5 separate regions of the Mus musculus genome follow, and all the other regions are linked to region 3. Evidence: chromatin contacts called from public promoter capture Hi-C data. All regions are on one chromosome and are shown on one strand. The core of a region is the stretch at or near the end of the contact, and the rest is flanking DNA. Distances in the headings are between cores, read along the strand shown. Region 1 holds the start of Mcoln1 (mucolipin 1). Region 2 holds the start of Pex11g (peroxisomal biogenesis factor 11 gamma). Region 3 holds the start of Zfp958 (zinc finger protein 958). Region 4 holds the start of Insr (insulin receptor). Region 5 holds the start of Camsap3 (calmodulin regulated spectrin-associated protein family, member 3).

Region 1 (2,700 bases), core at 115-2,614, 1.1 Mb before region 3:
TTGGCCCCAGGCCCCAGGGATCCTCTCATCTCTGCCTCCACAATGCTGGGATTACAGGTACCAGGCCTTAGTTTTTACACAAATTCTAGGGATCTGAATTCAGATCTTCATGCTTTCATGGCAAGCACCTGAGCCAGTGAACCACCTCCCTGACTATTGCACCGAGCCATCTCCCTAGCCTCAATGCCTGGCTTTTGAGAAAGTATTATAATACTTACCAATGTTATTGGACTGCAAGGGCCATCATGCCATGTTTCCACAGCGCTGGGGACTGATCCCAGTTTGTGCCTGCTGAGCAAGCACCCTATCAACTGGGCTACATCCCCAGTACTGTGAGATGGTCTGAATTATTTCATTGAATCCTTTGTACAGCTCTGGGAGGCAGGTAATCCTGGGTGAATCCCGTTTTGCAAAGAACAAGAAAATTTCAATTGATTATTATTAATAATAAAAGGGCCAGGCAGTGGTAGTGCGTGCCTTTAATCCCAGCACTTGGGAGGCAGAGGCAGGCGGATTTCTGAGTTCGAGGCCAGCCTGGTCTACAGAGTGAGTTCCAGGACAGCTAGAACTATTACAGAGAAACCCTGTCTCGAAAAACCAAAATAAATAAATAAATAAATAAATAGAAATTAGCTCACAATTTAAGGCACGGTGGAAAGTTTTGAAGTGATGGTTAGATTTACACTCAAATTGTCTTCCTTGCAGAGCTGCGTTTTTAACTATCAAGTTCCAAGCAAGACTGCCATAAAGAGGTGAATGGCAGACCAGCGGTCAGTTTAAGTGGGAAGTTTTCTGGTCGTTGCAAAGCCTTGGGAAGTCACCAGGAGGTTCTAGAAGGTGGAAATTCTTTGGAGGTCCTGGACTCTCCGTAGGAGGAGACTGGCTGTAAAAGATAGGACTGAGGCTGTTGCAGTAGCGCAGAAAGTCTTTGGACTGTTAAAATACGGTTCTATTTGGTTTAGGAAACGGTTTGCTTGTAGCTCAGATGGGAGACAGAAAAGGTTTCTGGGAGTAGAGGGGCGGATATTTTCGGCTTAGGACGCCGGATCATCGCCGGACACTACTGAGGGTAACAGGTGAAGCTCTGGACTCAGAAGTTACAAGGCTGTCGCCGAGCCAGATCGGATCCAGTTCCCGCCACACCTAGAAGCCAGTGGGTCCCTCAGACCTTTTGTTAGAGTTGCTATCGGCACTAGGACCGCGCGACTATTTTTAGTCCACAAGCGGCCAGCGAGGGGCGCATGCGCACTGCTGGGAGGCTCTGCCCCGCCCCTTAGAAAGGGTCGCGCTTGTCACGTGTTCAGTTCAGGCGCCCCGCTCACGTGACCGCGGCGCATGTCAGCTGATGCGGGAGGGTTTGAAGCGGCGCCGGGAGGGAGCGAGGCTGCAGTGACCGCGGCGCGCGCTGGGACCCACCCGCGTCTCGCGCTCACCCTGCGGCCATGGCCACCCCGGCGGGCCGGCGCGCCTCAGGTGAGCGCGGGCGGCGGGAGGGCGCGCCCAGCTCAGCGACCTCGGGTGACTTCCGCTGCAGTCCAATACTGGAAGATGGGCTTTCGGCTTCTAGAACCTGGGCGGCGGGCGGGCCAGCATCTCCTACCTCAGGCGGAGAGCTTCTACCGATCCTAGAATCTGGGCGGCGGGTGGGCATCGAGCGTCCAGCTTAGTGTTCTGACTTTCAGGGCGGACTTCTCAGTGTTCCTATGGGAGATTGACGAATGATTCCTCCTAGAATCTGGGCAGTGGGTGCACAGCGACACCTCCGACCTTGGACGTCAAGCGCCCAACTTCCCGTTCGTCAATTCCAGTGCGGACTTCTCAGATGCTCCATAGGGGAGAGATGGGTAGATGGCTCCCAGAACCTGGGCTTCCAGTTCTCAAGTTTTTCAAGTCCTCATATGAGAGAGATAGACAGTAGCATCCTAGAACCTGGGTGGTGGGTGTGTACCAACAACATCTCTAACCTCAGGTGAACAGCTTGCATAGTACCCAGAACTCAGGTAGTACAGGTACCAGCAACTCTTGGCCTCAAGCACTGAGGGTCTACAGTTCCTAGAACTGGGTGGTGGGTGGACACCACTTCCCCAGCCTCTTTCTCCAAGCTCTCCATTTTTCCCTTTAAAGTGTGGTGCAGACTTATGGAGGAGAGATGGGCAGTTGGTTCTCAGAACCAGTGGGCAGGTCCCAGCCTTTAAAACCTCTGCAGAGAGCTTATTGTTGATGACAATTCTAAAGGCCAGTACAAACTTAGTTGCCTTATGAGAGAGAGATAGAGCGTCCAAAGAACTTGGACAGTGGGTGGGCTTAAGATTCTCCAGTTTAAGAGGGCAGGACTCCTGATAATCCCAGCCTCCACCTCCCTTGTGCTGGGATTCTAAGCATGTATCACCATGGATGGCTGTATTATTGTTATTACGAAACATTTCTTTCCAGGGTTGTTTGTGACCTGTGAGAGTATTGCCTTCCCCAACCTAGTCTCTTCTCAGTTTGTAAACAGGCGCCAGCCAGCCAGCCAGCCAGCTAGCTAGTTTCTTCCATTAGGACAGTATTTGAAGCCCGAGCTTTTGTTAGCGGTAGTTTGGTTTTGTTTGGATCAGGTTCTTAGTCTATAGACCCTGAACTTCTTTTACTTTTGTTTTTGTCTGTTTTGAGACAGAGTGTCTATGTAGCTCTGGGAGTTCTGGAATTCTGGTATCTGCC
Region 2 (2,700 bases), core at 172-2,671, 1.1 Mb before region 3:
ATCTGAAAGGTTTTTATCTTTTGTTTCTTTCTTTTGGTTGCTGAGGCTGGGTCTCACGTTCACCTCACTCACTGCATAGCCCAGCAAGTCACTGCCATGCCCCTGCCTCAGCATCCGCAAGGCTGTAATAACAAGCATGGGGCACTTAATCTGGCTAAAACTGAAAGCTTCTTTCGTTCTCTCTTCCTTTTTTAAAAGATGTAACATTATTCTAATTTGTTAATTTGAGACGGGGTCTCCGTAGCCCAGGCTAACCAGACACCGTGGTCATGATTAGAATTCCTGATCCTCCTGTTTCCACCTCCCAAACTCTGGAATGAGAGGTGTACAAGCATCTGGTGTACTTGAGACTGAGACCAAATCGTGCACAATGCACAAGCACTCTACCAATTGAGCCAACATCCCAGGCAAGGCAGAAGTTAAGAGGAGAGCTTGACATCAAAATCCAAAAAGTGCCACATAGCCGGGTGTGGTGAGGCACACCTGTCATCCCAGCCAGTATTTGGGGAGCTGAGGCATAAGGACAAGAAAGTTCAGGGTCAGCCTGGACTACAAGGTAAGTTATAGGCAACCAGAACTTCATAACAAGGTCCTGTTTCAACAAAGAAAGAAGAGGGGAAGAGAGGAGAGGGGAAGGGGAGGGGGGGAAGAGTTGCCATGGGGAGTCCCATTAGAGTGCTAGCTTGCTCACCAATGGTTGAAATGACAGAAAACAAAACTATTTCCCACCTCCTGGGCTCTCCTTTGCCCACAGGCAGGGGCATAAGGCTCTTCCGCCTAGCTCTGCCTTTAGCAGGACTGAAAAAGCAGTCTAGGTGGCAAAATAGCCATTTGCTTGGAAGACTTTAGAGAGGGGCCATTCAGTAAGACACTTAGAACACGGAAATTTAGCAGGCTCACCGCCCTTGTATCTTTGTTTCTTTTGTTTTGAGACAGGGTATCCTGTAGCCCAGGCTGGCCTTGAACTCCTGATCTTTCCATTAGAAGTGCCGAGATCACTGGCTTGTGCCAATATATCTGGTTTGTGCGGTGCTGAGGAAGGACCTAAAGGTTTCGTCTATGCTAGGAATGCAGTGGGCTACAGTCCCAGATCTTTTATTATTTCACTTGCTTATCAGAAATGATTAGTTTCAAGCTGTGTGTGATGGCACACACCTGTAATCCCAGCAATTCGGGAGGCTGAGGTAGGAAGTTCTCAGGTAAGACACCAGCCTGCCGACAGCCTGCTGTCATGTAAGACACCGGTCCCTTTAGGACCCCCTCTCTGGCCTGTTTTCCTCATCTCTGAGACCTGACCAAACTCCAGGTCACTCCGGTCCCGCCAAGGCCCCAGACTTCCTCTCACCAGGCGGTCCCGGACCCGGTGGGACTCCAGCGCGGAAGCCAGACGGTTCAGCAGAGCCATGGCAACTCGGTCGTGACGTCACCCAGGGCGGGGTCAAACTCCTTTGGAAAGGTCCGAAGGTCCGCGCAGGCGCAACTGCCTGCCCTTTGTCCGAGTACTGCTACCTTGTAGGCGTGCTAGCCCGAACCCAGTTTGCAAATGTATTACTGCCACGTCTGTCCTCCCTGCCCACGGACACCCAGAATGACCTTCTAAGCCTGTTGAAATTCGCTCCACCGCTGCTTAGGCAACTCCGCAAGCAAAATGTTTCAAAAATTAATTCATTGCCTACGGGCGGGGGGGGGGGGGAGCGGGGAGTGGGGACAATCAAAAGCTTCACTTGTGGGCTTCATGTACCTGCTTTATCAGTTTGTCTGTTCTGAGCATCTGTGACTGGTGTACTCTCACAAGGCATCTTGATTTTCACTTTCTTTGAGGGGTGATTAGATTTCTTTCTTTTTTTTTTTTTTTTTTTTTGAGGATTTCATTTAGTTCACGCTATCTTTGAACTCACCATGTGCTCAAACTGGCCTTACACTCCTTATTTAGTCTCCCAAATGCTGGATGATAGGCATGTGGCACAAGGCTCCAAGACATCATTAGATATGTTATATTAGATATCATTAGTTACCTGGCTAAAAGGCACCTTTAGAAGAAAAATGAGCTCGGCAGGGAACAAGTACCTTTAATCCCAGCATTCAGGGGGCAGAGGTTCTCCGTGAGTTCCAGGCTAGCCAGATCTACATAGGGAGCTCTGGGCCAGCAGGATGGCACAGTTGGTAGAGGCGCATGTAGGTCAAGCCTGAAGACATGAGTTCCATCCTTGGGACTGGCATAGTTGAAAGTAAGAACCCACTCTGGTGCTAGCTGTCCTCTAACCTCCACAGTTATGGTGTGGTGCACATGCGCGTGTGTGTAAAAACAACTACAAAATAGTCAAAGTTCTCTTCCACTCTTCCTTCCAGGAAGGACAAAAGTTGATCGCTAAAGGTGTTTGATCCATATCTACCTGAGCAGGGCACCCAGAGAATTCACCTTAACCAGCTGTGTTTTGTTTTGTTTTGCTTTGTTTTGTTTTGTTTTTTTGTTGTGTTTGGAGGAGTGAAGACACAAGTATTTTGAGTATTTGTTTTGAAACAAGATCTTATGTAGTCCAAGCTGGGCTCCAACTGAATTAATTTGTAGCCAAGACTGGCCTTGGACTCCTCCTGGTCCTCCTGCCTCAACCTCAGAAGTGCTGGCATGACAGGTGTGTGCCACCAAGTCTGGTTTGTGTGGTGCTGGGATGGAACCCAGAGCTCTCTGCATGGTAAGCT
Region 3 (2,700 bases), core at 52-2,551:
TATCTCCTCCCAACTCCTCTCAACTCTCCTCCAAACTCCTCCCAATTCCTCAGCTAGCTGTTAAAAGCCCCCTACTGTCACTGCTCGGGGTCTTACATCATCGGAAGTAGGCTTTGGTAAATTGTTTAAGGAAGCCTTTAAATAAAAAGAATTAAAATAGTTTAAATTTATGCTTTGAAGATTTACAAAAAATCAGGTACTAAATGTTAAACAATAACTGACCTTAAAAATGTATTAATTTCTTCTTGGAAATTTGCCACTAGCCTTAGATGATTTTTATTGTGCCAAATAACAATGATGTTACTGAAAGGAAATAAAACTGTAATTCATGTAATGTATGTTAAATAGCCCAAAGAGTTGTTTGTGAGCTTTGAAACCTGGGGCTGAGAACACAGCAGAACAGACCAGGACATGCCCGGGCAAGCCCATCGCCTCCCTAGCTCCCACCCCTCTGACCTAAGTTAAATGTTACAGGCTGCTGATGTTTAAATGGACCAATCATGTGAAACCGCGCCAATTCCTCCCCCAGCCCCACTCCTTTTCTATAAAAACCCCTAGCTTCCAAGCCTCGTGGTCGAATCCACTGTCTCCTGTTGTGTGAGATACGTTTCGACCCGGAGCTCCGCCATTAAAAAACCTCTTGTTGTTACATCAAGGTGTTGTGTTCTATTCGCGATTCTTGGGTGCACGCCGAATCGGGAGCTGAGTGGGGGTTTCCCCACTGAGTTCTTTCATTACCTGTTCTATCCGTGATTGCGTCAATGAACACACTTTTTGAGAAGTTGTAATTCTTGGATGATTCTGTATTTTATTGTGCCAAATGACTATGATGATATATGTTCTATCTGACTGCTTCACTGAACACATCTGCTCAGAGTTGTAATATTTGTTTCTTTATGCATAAAAACCCTTGCATGAGGACTGCAAAATATATTCAGATTCAAACTGCCTCTGTGTTTGTTTTGTCACCGCCAAATCCTTACCCACCTAGCCTTCGAGGATCCTCTTCCCAGGAACCCTCATACCCGACTGGGGTGGTCCGTGGCAGGGCCTCCCTAAGGGCTGGCTGTGGTAGCTATTGGAGGACAAGAAAAAGTGCTATTGAAATGCGAATCTCTGCATATCTGGGAAAGGTCGGTCCTCGGCGTGGAAGCCTGGCCCAGGAACCACTATGCTCTGTCTCTTTAACACACTCTAACCCAAAGGGATGTGTTCCTGTCACTCAAGACTCATTGGCCAATCAGGTTCTCCAGGAAGGCCTCTCAGTCAGAAGAGGCGGGTTCTTCCGGGTGCCATACTGCAAGTCCAGCTCCGCCGCTGAGAAGCTCGAACGGTTCCGTGTGACGTGCTCTGTGTACTGCTGTTTGGTGCGGCTAGGAGAGCTCAGGCAAGCTCTGCAGTCACGGCATGGTGAGAGCAGGGTCACTTCCCCACGGCAAGGGGAAGAGCAGCCGGAGTGAGAGTGGTGGGTCCTCCCCAGAGGCTGGGTGGGAAGGCACAAGGACTTTGGAAATGCGGATCTTTGTATATCTGGAAATGGTCTGGCCCTGGACACTTCAGCACGCTCCAACCCTAACGGAGGTACTCAAGATGTTCAAGACTTGTTGGTCAATCAGGGCCTGCAGGCACACCTGCCAGTCAGAAGAGGAGGAGGGTCTCCCCCCCCCCCCCAGCTCCCCCGGGGTGCCCTGCTGCAGGTTCCGTTCTGTAGCTGAGCAGGTTTGACTGATCTGGTGTGCTGTGCTCTGTGTGCTGCTGCTGGATGCTGTGAGGGGAAATCAGACAAGATCCAAAATCTTGATATTGTGAGCGCAAGGTCATAGTCTGCAAAGGGGAGAAGCAGGCGACTGAGCAGCTGGGAGCTGGAGTGGTAGGTCCTTCCTGGGGCTGAGTGGGAAGCGGCAGCCTGTTGCACCCCCTCTGGTCTCTAGTCACTCCCTGGACCTCGTGGTGGCCTCAGAATTACTTCACTTTGGAGGCTGGATCAGTGCATTTGAAGCAGGGTCTTCTGTGTAGAAACATCCTTGGCAGGAAGACAAACTTGGATAGCCCTAGTTTCTCTAGTGTCTTCTACAAGTTCTTAGCATTTAACATTTAGGTGTAAGATCCATTTGGAGTTAATCTTGTGGAGGTTGTACAAGGTATCTCAAGTGCTGTGTAGCAGCACTCCAATATCTAGCTGTAATGTAGAAGATGATGTGAAGTAGTTACCAGTGCTTAGAAAGAGTAAGTGATATCAAATAATTTTTTTTTCTTTGCTTTTTCGAGACAGGGTTTCTCTGTGTAGCTCTGGCTGTCCTGGAACTCACTTTGTAGACCAGGCTGGCCTCGAACTCAGAAATCTGCCTGCCTCTACCTCCTAAGTGCTGGTATTAAAGGCGTGAGCCACCACCGCCCGGCTATCAAGCTAAGACTTCCTACAGAGAAGTAGTATGCTAACCAGACCTGTTAGAGATTAAGATGCTAGGATACACATGTTTGTTGACTAGGATTGTCCTGAAATATGGTTCCAAACCATAACAAAGGACACTCCCCTGATTTACAACCAGCCACTAGGTCTAAAAACAGGCCTCTATCAAGCTGCTCTCAGGGGGCATTACAGGGTCATAACCAACTGGTTAAGAGCACTGACTGCTCTTCCAGAGGTCCTGAGTTCAAATCCCAGCAACCACATGGTGACTCACAACCATCTGTAATGGG
Region 4 (2,700 bases), core at 100-2,599, 1.3 Mb before region 3:
TTATAAACATAGCAGCCACAAGGGGTCGATTCTCCAACAAGTGTCCTCCGTCGAAGAGGATACCCCTGGCTTTGGGTTTAAACTGCTCAGATGTCTGAATCTGTTGCAACCCAGTAACCATACTTACTTAAAGCAACCTCAAAGAGCCTCAGAGGACAGATTTGGGGTTAGAGAAAAGAACAGACACAGTTGAGAGGTGCACTGGGGACAGACACCCGAAGCCTGGGCGGGCACTGGGGCAAGGTTCCTCAGACCCGAGATGGACACACGCGGGGTACAGAGCCACAAGCCCAGTGAGCAAAGGCCAAGGTCAGCCGGGGTTTCACGCAGGGCCAGGGCCACCAAACCCACTCTTCCCCTTCCCCAGTGTAAAGATGATCACTATAGGGAGGGGACTCTTCATAGACACAAGGACGCTACGGGAGTCTTCAACCTTCAGTCCGTGGAGAGGGGGCTCTAGGTTGATGGAAGAAGAACGAGAAATGTCCACAACTCTCGTGAAAGGACTATATTGCTGGAGTGGTGAAATGGGTGTCTGTAACCCTGACTCCTTGGTGGGGCCTGGGGGGCTCTAAGTTGTATGGAGCAATGGGAAGGGTTGTCCCCATTACTCAGCCCAAAGGGAGAATTCTCTAGGTTGGCTGTGGCGGTGGAGAGGGGTGTCCCCGACCCTCACTCCTTAGGGTGAGGGTTCTAGATTGGCTGGGGCGGTGGGAGAAGTGTCCCCGACATACTGTGATCGCCTCTTGTCCCAGACTTACCCTCTCCAGGGTACAGGTGGCCGGCTGTGCCCACCAGCAACGCGGCCACGGCCACCAGCAATGGCACAGCCGTCGTCTCACATCCTCTCCCGAAGCCCATAGCAGTAGGAGTGCTGGGACCCCGGCGATCAGAGCACGCCACGCCGGCCTACTGGGGACATACTCCGTGAGAAGGTCTCTGGAGAGGCGCTCGGGGCCGCACGTCCTTCTCTTCCACGCCCGTGGCTCACAGGCCGCAGCTCTCCAGCCTAGAGGGCCCTGGGGACAGTCCCGGGAAGAGCACAGAGGCCTCGGCCGCAAGCAACACCGTGGCGCGGCCCGCAGGTCACCCAGGCCCGGTCCCGTGCCCGCAATCCCAGAGTCCAGAGCTCACCGCGGTGCGTCTCCTGTCCGGGTCTCCTGCTTCTGCCCTCCGTGCAGCTCTGGGTGGGTCGCGTTGTGTGGAGTCTGAGACAGAGGGACGCGCGCACTGGAGGGCACCTGGGCTGGTGGTGGCGGCGGGAGCTAGGGCTCGACTCCAGCCCGTAAACAACGCAGCCCGTCAGCTGGGCCCGCGCGGGCCAAGGGAAAAGGTGGCGCGGATTAAGACAGGGAAGGGACTGTGCGCTCCAGTGAGGCCCGCTGGGGGGGGAGGGGGAGAAAGCCAGCAGAGCTCGGGGAGGCGTGGCCAGAGCTGGCAACGCCACGCCTCCTCGCCTCCTCGCCTCCTCGGCCCCTTTGCCCCCTTGCCCCGTAAAACCCGCAACTTCAGAGACCCGAGGCTCACTTCAGATTCTTCCAATCCCAACACCCCGAACTGCTGGCTTAGAAAGATTACGATTTAAAAGCTTGTAAGCGTTCTCAGATACCAGTGTAACATAAACACCCAAACAACTCTAAGACTCACCTGTCAAACGTCCGGAGCTGCCCATATCCGCACCTGACACGAACGCCCCCAAAGAGTCCCAAAGTTCCGATTTTAAAACCTAGGGGTCCCCAGATCCCCGCCTGACTCGAAAACCACTAAACAGGCCTGAGGTTCCAGTTTAAAAGCCTAGGGACGCCCCCAGGTCCCCTCCTGACTGCAGCAAACACAAGTAACACCGAGGTTCCAATTTAAAGGTCTGGAGCACACTCTAGATCTCCGCCAGATCTAGACACCCCAAATTACCCCGAAATAACAATTTTAAAGTCTGGAAATGCCGCCAGATACCCCAGGACATAAACACCCCAATATGCCCCTAGATGCCAGATTCAACCAAGCACATTTTGTCTTTCTTTACTCCTTTTTACTATTTTTTTGACTCCCGTGGGGAATTCACTTTAATTCTTTACCTTTGATTCTGTTTTTCTTTACAGCCTATGCTACCAATGTCTTACGAGATTCTCCCAACCCTGGCTCTCTCGAGGAGCTAGTAGGCGCCCAACAAGTTCCCTCCCCAGTGAGCTCCCGCCCAGCAGCTTGGAGGCACCAGCTTCCAGGCCACAGCCACGTGTCCACAATGCAGGCAGCCTGTATTCCCTGGCCTGCGCCCCCTCCACCCAGCACTGAATTCCAGCAGAAATCAATAAGGAAATGACTCTAGAAGAACATAACAAGGCTTCTAGAAACACGTTAGAAACTTCATATAGGATCAGAGCAGACATAACTCCATTTTCAACACACATACCAGTAGGTGGCTGTATGTCTAAGAAAGCCATTCACTAGCAGCCCTGCTCAACCACATCATGAGGCGCTAACCCTGTCGGTGCCTTAGGAATATGTGCAGTACAGAGTCCTCTATCCTTTGCTTCACATGTTCACTCAGACCCGGACTGTGGCTGCTGGTCTGTGCAATGGGTTTGACAATATCTGTAAAAAAAAAGGTAAAAATAAAAGTAAAGTGGCAAGCAATAGAGAAAGACACTTAAGGTCAACCTTTGGCCTAGCACACCACACCACACACACACATAAACACAC
Region 5 (2,700 bases), core at 167-2,666, 1.0 Mb before region 3:
CTGAATCCTCAGGAAAATGTGGCAGTTTTTGTAGCTGCCAAGGGCCGGGCAGTGGTGCCACATGCCTTTAATCCCAGCATTTGGGAGGCAGAGGCAAGTAGATTTCTGAGTTTGAGGCCAGCCTGATCTACAGAGTCAATTCCAGGACAGTCAGGGTTACACAGGGAAACCCTGTCTGGAAAAACCAAAATAAATAAATAAATAATAAAAAAAATAAAATCATAGCTGCCAGCCTTTTTCTAAGATCCATCTAGTCAACAGAGGGGAGTCCCTTAGGTTCTGCCTCACCTCACTCAAGCCACCTGTAACACAGGCCCCCAAACAGTGAGTGTTCCAACCCAGTTCTGTAGATAAATAGATTTGTATTATGGAGCTGGGAATGCTGAACCTGAAAACACACACACACACAAAAGACTGTTTATACCAAAAAAAAAAAAAAAAAGTATGCACCTACACATCATTAGTCACACACAGAAAGCCCCATGCACACAACCACACCCGCAAACACACAGATCCTCTCAGACCCTTACCTACATCTAGTCAGAGGCTTTCTTCAACAAATACTGCAGATATCAAAGGTACACATCAGGACATTTGCAATCCACCTAGTAACCCTACAGAGCTAATCTCACATACACAGCTTTTCTCCTGCCTAAATACACCCACTTGGTATCTCTGCCATCTTCCTGCCCTGACAGAGTCAACAATTACACCCTTATATGATAGATGTGTTTAGACTCACATCATTCTTTCTCCCCCCGCTCTTTCTCTTCCTTCATTTCCAATCTTAGAACACAGAAGGTTGTACAACACAATTCTTTGATTTTACTTATTTATCTCATGTATCCCAGGATCACCTTGAACTTACAAAAATTCTCTTCTTCCCACTTCCCAAGTGCCATGATTCTAGGCATGTACCTACCACCATCCCTAGCTTATTTGGTGCTTGGGATGGAGGAGAAGGTTTTGTACATACCAGATAAGGACTCTGTCAACTAGGGCACAACCCTAGCCACTTAATACAAACCATTGTACCACAACAGGTTTGAAACAGTCACCTTCACAAACAGATGACATCACAAATCTAGATACCTATAGACAGAGATGTTCACAGGTACTCTCAAGCAAGTGGATACAAACACATTCATTTTCTTTTTAAACTAGGACAGAGTCTTGCTGTGTAGCCCTGGTTGGCCTAGAACTTACTGTATAGTAATAGCCACAAACTCCATATGCATATGTGAACTCCACCTGCATATGTGTGGGATCAAAAGCCTACATGGACATCCATGACAAAGGGTCCCTAAGCCTCTCCAGGGTCCGGGAGTGAGCAGGAACACACGCGCGCGCGCGCACACACACACACACACACACACACACACACACACACACACACGAGAACGCATACAGGGACATGCGTTCTTCTGCAGCCCTTCCCTCATCCGCCATCACTGCCGCCCTTTGCAGCAGGAGGACCTATGGAAGCTTTAATGTCAGTGGGGACCCATGTGGACCCAGGAGCCAGAGAGAACTGAGTCCAATCTGGGGGCGGGGCGCACCTGGGTTCCGCCTTGGGGCGGGGTCGACGCCGCGTCGCCAGCGCGCTCGACCGCACCTGGTTCAGCGGCGCCTCAGCAGCTTTATTAGTAACAGCAGCAGCCGCGGCGGCAACCCGATTCGGGGTGGCGGAGGCTCGGCAGCAGCGCAGCGCAGCGCAGCGCACGCAGCCCAGCCCATCAGAGCGCGCGGACCCGGGCGGCCGTAACCCCGGCGTCGCCATGGTGGAAGCGGCGCCCGCAGGGTCCGGGCCACTGCGGAGGACTTTCCTGGTCCCCGAGATCAAGTCTTTGGACCAGTACGATTTCTCTCGAGCCAAGGCGGCGGCGAGTCTGGCGTGGGTGCTGCGGGCCGCATTCGGGGGAGCAGGTAACCCGAGGGCCTTTGGGGAGGGGACCGGGGGAGCCAGGCTGGGGCGCGGCAGGTGCGGGGGGCGGGGCGCCAAGCCGGGGCCGTGGGAACAATAGCTTCGGGGCTGCCTAGGGTCCCCGAGCTTTTGGTCTTTGCTAAGCTGGGCCTCCAAGCTTCCTGCTCGGACGGGGCCCTTGGACTTTGCCCGCCCGGGTCGCTGGAACGCAGTCGGGGGTGGGGCCCGCCAAGAGGCTGTGCGCCTTGGGACCCCGGGATCAGAGCCCCCAGGTGAGCAGGGGTGGGGTCTGCAGACCAATTTTGTGTGTGGTGGGGGAAGGGTCTCCTGGTAGTCCTCTGCTTCCCGCCTCCCACCCCACTCCTCAGACCCCAGGGCCTAACTGCATGGCCAACTCCCCTTTCACACACATCAGAAGCCTGTGATGGTTCCTCCTACCCCCACCTTCCCTATCTACCCTCACAACGTGTACGCGGTGGCTTGGACCCCGCAAGGAGCGTTTTAAGAGATCAGAGCTACAGCTCAGTGACTGGGACACAAACCCTGCCTTGCCGGTGGCCAGCGTGTGTGTGTGTGTGTGTGTGTGTGTGTGTGTGTGTGTGTGTGGTGTGTCTGGGACCACTCTTTCGTCTCGATGGCCCCGTAAAGGCTGGCAGTTGTGACTTATTGCCACATTTTCCTGAGGATTCAGGTAGGCATAAATGGCTCATTCACCAGCTGTTCTAGGGTGGCAGCTCGGGCGGCCAGGCCTTCTCTTATTGAAGCCACCCCTTTTC

The links. Promoter capture Hi-C pulls out the DNA fragments that hold promoters and counts their contacts. Capture Hi-C pulls out chosen DNA fragments and counts their contacts.
Region 1: a promoter capture Hi-C map of liver shows a contact between it and region 3, with 5 times the contacts expected there. The contact joins the promoter of Mcoln1 here to the promoter of Zfp958 in region 3. A contact is called at or near these places in 5 of 39 promoter capture datasets (hippocampal neurons, liver, pre-B cells and 1 more), 1 of 115 datasets of contacts at active chromatin or transcription factors (astrocytes) and 2 of 9 other capture datasets (adipose tissue and liver).
Region 2: a promoter capture Hi-C map of liver shows a contact between it and region 3, with 2.2 times the contacts expected there. The contact joins the promoter of Pex11g here to the promoter of Zfp958 in region 3. A contact is called at or near these places in 2 of 39 promoter capture datasets (hippocampal neurons and liver), 1 of 484 Hi-C or Micro-C datasets (B cells) and 1 of 9 other capture datasets (liver).
Region 4: a promoter capture Hi-C map of pre-B cells shows a contact between it and region 3, with 8 times the contacts expected there. The contact joins the promoter of Insr here to the promoter of Zfp958 in region 3. A contact is called at or near these places in 3 of 39 promoter capture datasets (hippocampal neurons, liver and pre-B cells).
Region 5: a contact with region 3 is called in a promoter capture Hi-C map of pancreatic islet. The contact joins the promoter of Camsap3 here to the promoter of Zfp958 in region 3. A contact is called at or near these places in 2 of 39 promoter capture datasets (hippocampal neurons and stem cell-derived epiblast-like cells), 1 of 115 datasets of contacts at active chromatin or transcription factors (pancreatic cancer cells) and 1 of 9 other capture datasets (pancreatic islet).

The regions. Positions count from the first base shown.
Region 1 is chr8:3,499,155-3,501,854 of GRCm38.p6, forward strand. Mcoln1 (mucolipin 1) reads left to right here and starts at 1,365. Exons shown (of 14, transcript NM_053177.1): 1 at 1,365-1,473. The coding sequence starts at 1,443.
Region 2 is chr8:3,466,227-3,468,926 of GRCm38.p6, forward strand. Pex11g (peroxisomal biogenesis factor 11 gamma) reads right to left here and starts at 1,422. Exons shown (of 5, transcript NM_026951.3): 1 at 1,346-1,422. The coding sequence starts at 1,405. It also overlaps a transcript of Tex45 not described here.
Region 3 is chr8:4,611,869-4,614,568 of GRCm38.p6, forward strand. It overlaps Zfp958 (zinc finger protein 958), which reads left to right and starts at 1,302. Exons shown (of 4, transcript NM_145591.5): 1 at 1,302-1,410. The coding sequence starts at 1,408.
Region 4 is chr8:3,278,268-3,280,967 of GRCm38.p6, forward strand. Insr (insulin receptor) reads right to left here and starts at 1,350. Exons shown (of 21, transcript NM_010568.3): 1 at 762-1,350. The coding sequence starts at 861.
Region 5 is chr8:3,586,034-3,588,733 of GRCm38.p6, forward strand. Camsap3 (calmodulin regulated spectrin-associated protein family, member 3) reads left to right here and starts at 1,417. Exons shown (of 17, transcript NM_027171.3): 1 at 1,417-1,926. The coding sequence starts at 1,779.